Linked DNA regions of Rattus norvegicus: region 1 is linked to region 2. The links are chromatin contacts, called in public Hi-C maps. All regions are on one chromosome and are shown on one strand. The core of a region is the stretch at or near the end of the contact, and the rest is flanking DNA. Distances in the headings are between cores, read along the strand shown. Region 1 holds the start of Actn4 (actinin alpha 4). Region 2 overlaps Actn4 (actinin alpha 4).

Region 1 (3,510 bases), core at 768-3,267, 61 kb before region 2:
ACATTGAGTCTCAACTAATAAAAATTTTCTAAATTACTAAGGAAGGGCGGGTTTAAACCAGGAAAAAGCAACCCCACCCAGCAGCCTTTCCAGCTTTTCTGACTTCTAAGAGTGGAGACACAGGAGGTTCAGAGTTGAGCAGGGAGGGCTGTGGTCTGACTCGGGTGTCTGACCCAGCAGTGCTCTGCTAAGGATGTGTATGGCTCTTCTGAGTTCCACACTAGGCAGGGTAGAAGAGTGTGATCCTGTTAGGAGAAAAAAAGACAGAGAAGGGGAGGGAAAGGAAAAAAAAAGAAAGCAAAAGAAAAGGAGGGACCAGAGTTCAGGAGGTAGCAGGAGATAGATTCGTGGTCAAAGGTCATCTCCTACATAGTGAGTTGGTGGCAGGCCTGGGCTACTTATTAAGACCCAGTTTCAAACAAAACAAAACCAACACCTCCAAACGCTTCCATTTGCAGTGGAGCTGCTCAACCTGAGCCTGACCCCTAGGATCCCAGGTAGTAAAAACACTGAATCAACTCTGACCTCCACATGTGACATGTGCACCTCTGCCCCACACAATACATACATGTAAATTTAAAAGAAATCAAATGACAATAACAAACTGGGGCTGGAGACAGAGGTGGGAGGGCAGGAAGAAGGCTGTTGGAGTGGTGGATGCTGACTACCTCTTTTTAAGAAGCCCTGTGAGTTTCTTTCTCTCTCTCTCTCTCTCTCTCTCTCTCTCTCTCTCTCTCTCTCTCTCCCTCTCTCTCCCTCTCTCTCCCTCTCTCTCCCTCTCTCTCCCTCTCTCTCCCTCTCTCTCCCTCTCTCTCCCTCAGACAGAGTTTTCCTGATTGTCCTAGAACTCACTCTGTCAACCCAGGCTGGCCTCAAACTCAGAGTTCTGCCTGCTTCTGCCTCCTGAGTGCTGGGGTTAATACACCACCATGTGGGGTTGGGGATTTGGCTCAGTGGTAGAGCGTTTGCCTAGCAACCGCAAAGCCCTGGGTTCGGTCCCCAGCTCCGAAAAAAAGAAAAAAGAAAAAAAAAATCACCATGCCTGGTTTCCATGTTTCTTACCGTTGCCCATCTCTCTTACAAACTTAGTCATTTGATAATTGACCTGGTTTATCATGCCGTCTGTAGTTGGAAAGTGGATGCACATAGTAGGGGCTCAGTGTTTGCTGAGTGAACAAAGATAGACAAGTCCAAAAAGATCCCTTGCCTTCCCCGGCTAGCTAGCTATTCCAATCTAATCTAACTCGATGTCTATTTTGTGAATCTTTCAGAGTTTCTCTAACTATCTACTTTTTCTATGAAGCCCATCTGAAGATTTTATAAATCCAGTCCATTCTAGAGTTCCTTTTCTTTTTTCATTTTTTTTTTAGACAGGGTCCTCATGTATCCCACGCTAGACTCAAACTCGCTGTGTGCCAAGTCTGGCCTTGAATCCTGTCCACACCTCCAGTTGGGAATTTAAGGTATGTGTCACCACCATGCCCAGTTTTAAGCTCCATTATTTAATTTAAGACGGGTATCCCTGTGTAACCCAAGCTCCAACATGTTATCAGGCTTTCAGTCTTAGCGGCCTGAAAACAGAGACCCCTATGTACCATCGTGCAAGGTTTATTGTATATTGTTTCAAAAGGGTGGGGACTTTTTCTGACTTCTTTAGTTCTAAGACAGAAAACACGGTTAAGTACATAGTAGGTCACCAAATAAATTTTGATTACGTCTGAATGGCTGAATGAGAACACATTCCACCTCGAGAAACAGGTTAAAGCCGGATGACGAGCCCCGCCTTATGAATCATTCATGATTGGGCCCCGCCCACCCGGGGGGGGGGTTGACGCGCGCGTTCACGCTAGAGAAGCGCTTGGGCTCCCACGCTGGGCGGGCGGCCGGAGGTGCATTCTGCGCCGGCGCCGAGCACCCGGGGGCGGGCTCGCCTTTTTAGGTGCGCGCGCGCGGGAGGGCGGTGGCGGTGGCGGCGCAGTGCGCAGGCGCGGCGAGTGAACTGCGCAGGCGTCAGTCTTGGGCGGGCTGAAAGCAGCTGAAGCGGCGGCCGAGTCGTAGGCTCCGACATAGGGGCGGGAGCTGAGCGGTAGCGGACCGGCTGGCGGGCTAGCGAAAGGCGGCGGGATGGTGGACTATCACGCGGCGAACCAGGCGTACCAGTACGGCCCAAGCAGCGGCGGCAATGGCACGGGCGGCGGCGGAGGCATGGGCGACTACATGGCCCAGGAGGATGACTGGGACCGGGACCTGCTGTTGGACCCGGCCTGGGAGAAGCAGCAGCGCAAGGTGCGCGGCCCGTGATCCGGGCTGGATGGCGTCCTGCGCGGGGAGGGGAGGTCTGGAGGGGGTCCTAGGAAACAATTGGCGGGTCCGGGAACGAGTTTGGAGTCCCGGAGAGGGATTACAGAGCTTAAAGAAGCAATTGGGAATCTGGAGGGGGAGGGGGGAAGTGGCGGCCAGGTATGAGACACGGGGAACTGGGGCAAACGAGAAGACGACTCGGGAGGTTGAAATGGAACTGCGTTTTAAGGCGAGATTGTAGGGTCAAAGGAAGCATTGGTAGGGCCCAGGCAAGCAATGGGGTCCGGGAAGGGAACTGGTGAGCCCGGATAGTATTTGGCGGTTTGGGAATCTGTGTGGAGGAGATGGTCTGGAGTGCAGAGAATCTGAAGAAGAGATTGGAATTGCTGGAAGCCGTGTCTCTGTGTGTGTGTGTGTGTGTGTGTGTGTGTGTGTGTGTGTGTGTGTGTGTGTGTTGGATGGGTGGTTCTAGAAGAGATGAAGAATCAGGAAAGATAAAGAAGGGCCACTAAGGAGAGGATTGTGGAATCCTGAGACGGGAGGGAGGACCAGGGAGTCTACATGGACTTGAAGTATGAGGTGGCTAGGTGTTAAGATGGTCGATGGGACTAGGGGTCTGAGAAGGTAGGTGTTTAGGGCAGAAGTTAGGGGCCTAGGAACAGATGTCTGTGAAGGGGGTGAGGTTTATTGAGGGTGCCTTGCTGTTAGAGGATAAGGGGCACAATTAGAATTGATGGGGAGGCTTTGAAGAAGGGAGAGGCAGTGAAACAGTAAAGGTTCCAGGCCCACGGGAAAATAGTTCAATAAGAGTGAGAACAGTAGGAGCCGGAGGATAATGGGAGGAGGTTAGTTTGGGAAAATGGAAGTCTGATTAGAAAGGCCCTGGGTAATGCAGGGCCTGAGGAAGAAATGAGTGTCCTGGGAGAGTAGGTAAGTACTTTTGATGGAGACGATAGGTGAAGGGGTACTAAAGCAGTATTTCCCGTTGGTATTCAGGGGCGTGGAGGCAGTGTACAAGGGAAGCCACGGTATGGAGGAGGTTCGAGGAGGAGGCCGGGGCGGTTGAAAAGGAAACTCGGAGTGATGGGAGAGAGGGTGTGAGGATGTGCAGGGAGAGCTAAAGAAGGGTGCGTGGGGGTGGCTCACAAGTGTGTGAAGAGGGTGGCAATTTAAAATTGAAATCAGAAGCGGTTTCACGCGTTCTAGAGG
Region 2 (3,410 bases), core at 898-3,397:
GTGTGCTAGTGTCCCAAGTGGGTAAATCCTGCCCTGAGAGAATTTGGGCATATAGGCTTACACTTCTCTTGTGAGGACCCCTAAGTATGTAAGGAATGCCATAATTCCTGTGTCCCATACATAGCTAAGGTGTTTTCTGCTGTGTCTTGCCAGCTCATTTCTAGATGATTCTGTGGTTCTCACAAAATGAACTGGAGTACCCAACCTAGGGCTGCCAGACCTCTGGCAGCTGGTTTCGTGGCTGTGAGTATGGTAACCCCTCAGAGCTTCTGAGGCTTGCACTGGAGGGATCTAGGAATGAGGCCCACCTACAGCCAGGCCCAATAATGGTTGACGCCTTCACACACCTGTCCCTCTCAACGGTTGATTGGCAGACCTCCTGAGCCCCTTTCCTATATTCTAAATCACTGTGAAACCCCTGCCTAAGGGCACGGGGAATCAGAGGTGGTTTGCCCATGTGGATGACTTCCAGAGGGACCTGAGTGCCTGGGAATAAACCCAGACACCACTGAGCCCCATACACATCCCGTGGCTGAATGTAGATACACTTGCCAGTTCCCTGCTGAAACAGCTGAGGCTGAATTCTTCTCAGCTGCTATTTCTGGTTCCCACCCTTGGGAGAAAGCAGTTTGGAGAAGGGAATTGCAAGCTTGCCTTGTGGTTAGGCCCTCTGGCCTGGAGCAGGGGTGGCAGGCCTGTGGAGTCTGTTTTCTGAGTCCATCTCTTGCCTCCTGGTGCCAGCCCTGGCCTGGGGGTGGCTGGCAGTTGCTAAGCAGATGAGGCTGGGAGTGGCTGAGCGGGGGTGGCACCAACTCTTTCCATTCTTAACCATCATCTTGCTAAAATTCAGGATGGGCAAGGCCACATAAGTGCTGTTGCTGGCACTGTTCTACCAATGGGAGGTTGGTCAAGGGGTGCCAGCTGTGTGCCAGGTGCTCTGGGCTCTGATCTGAGGGTGAGTCCAGAAGCCATTGGAAGCAGGGCTCCTTGAGGAAGAAAGTGAAAATCCTGGCTGGCATTTCCCTCAGTGCCCTGTCCTCCCATAACTTACTAGCAGGCTGCTTGGGCTTTTGCTCTGAGCATGTAATTAGCCCGGCTCCAGAACTAATAATAGTGTTTCTCCTTTCCTTCAAAGGGTTTGGACAGCCCCACCTCACTGTGCCGAGAAAGCGGGTGGGGTGACAAGACTGGGTTAGGACCACCACCCAGCAGAGCTGGCTCTAAAAAGCTGGCACGGGCTCAGCTCCTGGGCCCAGACTCCAGGGTCATCCCTTTCCTGACCCTGCTGGGCCTGGCTGAAAGCCTGGGGCTTCTCCCACTCACCATCCTCCACAAATGGGTGTCTGTAACTTTTCAGCCTTGGTATCAACTTCTATCCTGGTTCTCCTAGCAGTAAGAGACACTATGTAGAGCTTGGGAGTTACACTGTGATATCTGTCTCAGGCCCAGAACACCAAGTGTCTTCTAAGTCTGCACAGAATACATAGAACATAAATGGGCTTGGGGTTTCCCCAGGGGGCAAGGAGGAAGGTTCAAGAGCTTCTAGGCTCCATCATTTGGGGTAACAGATATGATGCATATCTGCTGCACTTCTCCCCCTCAGATAGATAGCTCTGTGACTGTTGTTAAGGCACCTCTCTGCCACACCTGTAGGGAAGGAGGCCATGCTGAAGCACCGGGACTATGAGACAGCCACCCTGTCAGACATCAAAGCTCTGATCCGAAAGCATGAGGCCTTTGAGAGTGACCTGGCGGCGCACCAGGACCGCGTGGAGCAGATCGCGGCTATTGCCCAGGAGCTCAAGTATGTATGCACCCATGGCATCATCACCTGGCAGTTCTGTCCCCAGCTCTCAACCCTGCCTCCTCCTATACACCAGGAGTGCCTTACAGAAGGAAATCTTCTGCCCATGCTGTCTCAATACCAAGAAGCATAAGGGACCTAGGGTCTCCCGCATAGGGATGACCTCAGTCTCTTAAGGGTCCCTCTCTCCCTGCCTGTCACCTTGTATGAGGAGTGCTAGACAGTGAGCCTGTTGTTCTGTCTGTTCGCATTCCTGCTCAGAATACAGTCACCAGTGTCCTCTTCCCCTGCCCAGGCACATAAATGTGGGCACACAGTTAGTACACTGCACCTCAAGAGCCAATGAATGGGGTTCTTATTCTACCATTGCCGTGGCTAGCATCGAGGAGGGGCCAGGGAGTGGGAGGCCCAGCCCATTGCATCATGGAAAAATCCACAGGCCCTGAAGGAGCTCCCAAAATAAGATCCTTGGCTGGAACTGCTCTTTCCTCAGACACCCCCACCCACTATTCACCCCAAACTCAAGCAATTCTGCAAGGCCTTCCCACCCGTGCCAGTGGGGCCACAGGAGCAGGCTAGTTTCTTCCTGCTTCCTACTGCTGTTGGCTGCAGTTTATACATTTGCACATCAGAGTCAAAACTATAGTACTGTGACCTGCGGGTAATTTTGGTGCCATAGGGTACTGTCCAGGGGCCTGCTTGTCCAAACAAAGGGAAGAGTACAAATGGTGCCTTCATATGAGTGACAGGGGAGATGCCCATGAATGTGGAGAGCTGGGCTAGCCTGCTCTTCAGATACTAGGTCCCAGCCACCTGAGGCCTGTTCCCTTGAGGCAAGGTCAGGCAGCCCCAGAAACAACACTCAGACGTGGCCCCAGAGGAAGGAAAGGAGGCTACCCAGGTACCATCCCATTGCCCGTTGCCGGTCTATAGCAATGTCACAGAACTCTCAAGTTCGTGCTTAACCACTGACAAGACTGTTAATCTTTATTGGCCCAGCATTTCTCAAGTCAATGAAGTAAGTGCCAGTGTGTGAATGCTTCAGAGACAGACAGACAGACAGACAGACAGACAGACAGAATGCATCGTGCCAGTTTCTCACACCTGAGTCTGCTGTGCCACTTTCCCTGCCTGTCAGAAAGCTTAACTTGTACACGGGACACATCAAGAGGTCAACAGCAGGGGTTGGGGATTTAGCTCAGTGGTAGAGCGATTGCTTAGGAAGCGCAAGGCCCTGGGTTCGGTCCCCAGCTCCGAAAAAAAGAACCAAAAAAAAAAAAAAAAAAAAAAGAGGTTAACAGCAGCAGTAAAATAGTACAGCTGAATGGACAGGGTTTCTCTGTAGACCAGGCTGGCCTCAAACTCAAGAGATCCTCTGCCTCCAAGTCCTGGGATTAAAGATGCTGGTCATCACATCTGGCTTTAGAAGTTGGTAATAAGCATTGCAGCTGGTCTTTTCTACCTTGTGTGTTCTTTCTCCCCTTGGTTTCTCCCCCCATAATGATATTAAAGAGAAAGGATAGAGGAGAAAGATTCATGAATCTTAATTTCTTTCCTCATAGTCAGTTGCTAAGGACAGTCCAAAGCAGCCACATATCCCTGTACC

What was found. Hi-C and Micro-C count contacts between places; a contact is called where the count stands out from the background.
Region 1: a Hi-C map of Schwann cells shows a contact between it and region 2, with 7 times the contacts expected there. The contact joins the promoter of Actn4 here to the enhancer-like site in region 2. A contact is called at or near these places in 10 of 12 Hi-C or Micro-C datasets (the A7r5 cell line, the Rat2 cell line, Schwann cells and 5 more) and 1 of 1 datasets of contacts at active chromatin or transcription factors (oligodendrocytes).

The regions. Positions count from the first base shown.
Region 1 is chr1:93,377,827-93,381,336 of GRCr8, reverse strand. It overlaps Actn4 (actinin alpha 4), which reads left to right and starts at 2,017. Exons shown (of 21, transcript NM_031675.2): 1 at 2,017-2,286. The coding sequence starts at 2,125. The region is part of intron 1 of LOC103689966 (MARCKS-related protein-like); the gene reads right to left.
Region 2 is chr1:93,317,353-93,320,762 of GRCr8, reverse strand. It overlaps Actn4 (actinin alpha 4), which reads left to right. Exons shown (of 21, transcript NM_031675.2): 12 at 1,654-1,804. The region is part of intron 1 of LOC103689966 (MARCKS-related protein-like); the gene reads right to left. Among named protein-coding and RNA genes, the nearest start is that of Capn12, 20 kb to the right of the region's middle. Within about 2 kb of position 2,147, at least 34 of the 93 cell types and tissues checked have an H3K27ac peak or open chromatin away from gene starts, as enhancers often do. A contact at or near this core is called in Schwann cells, where this site is marked.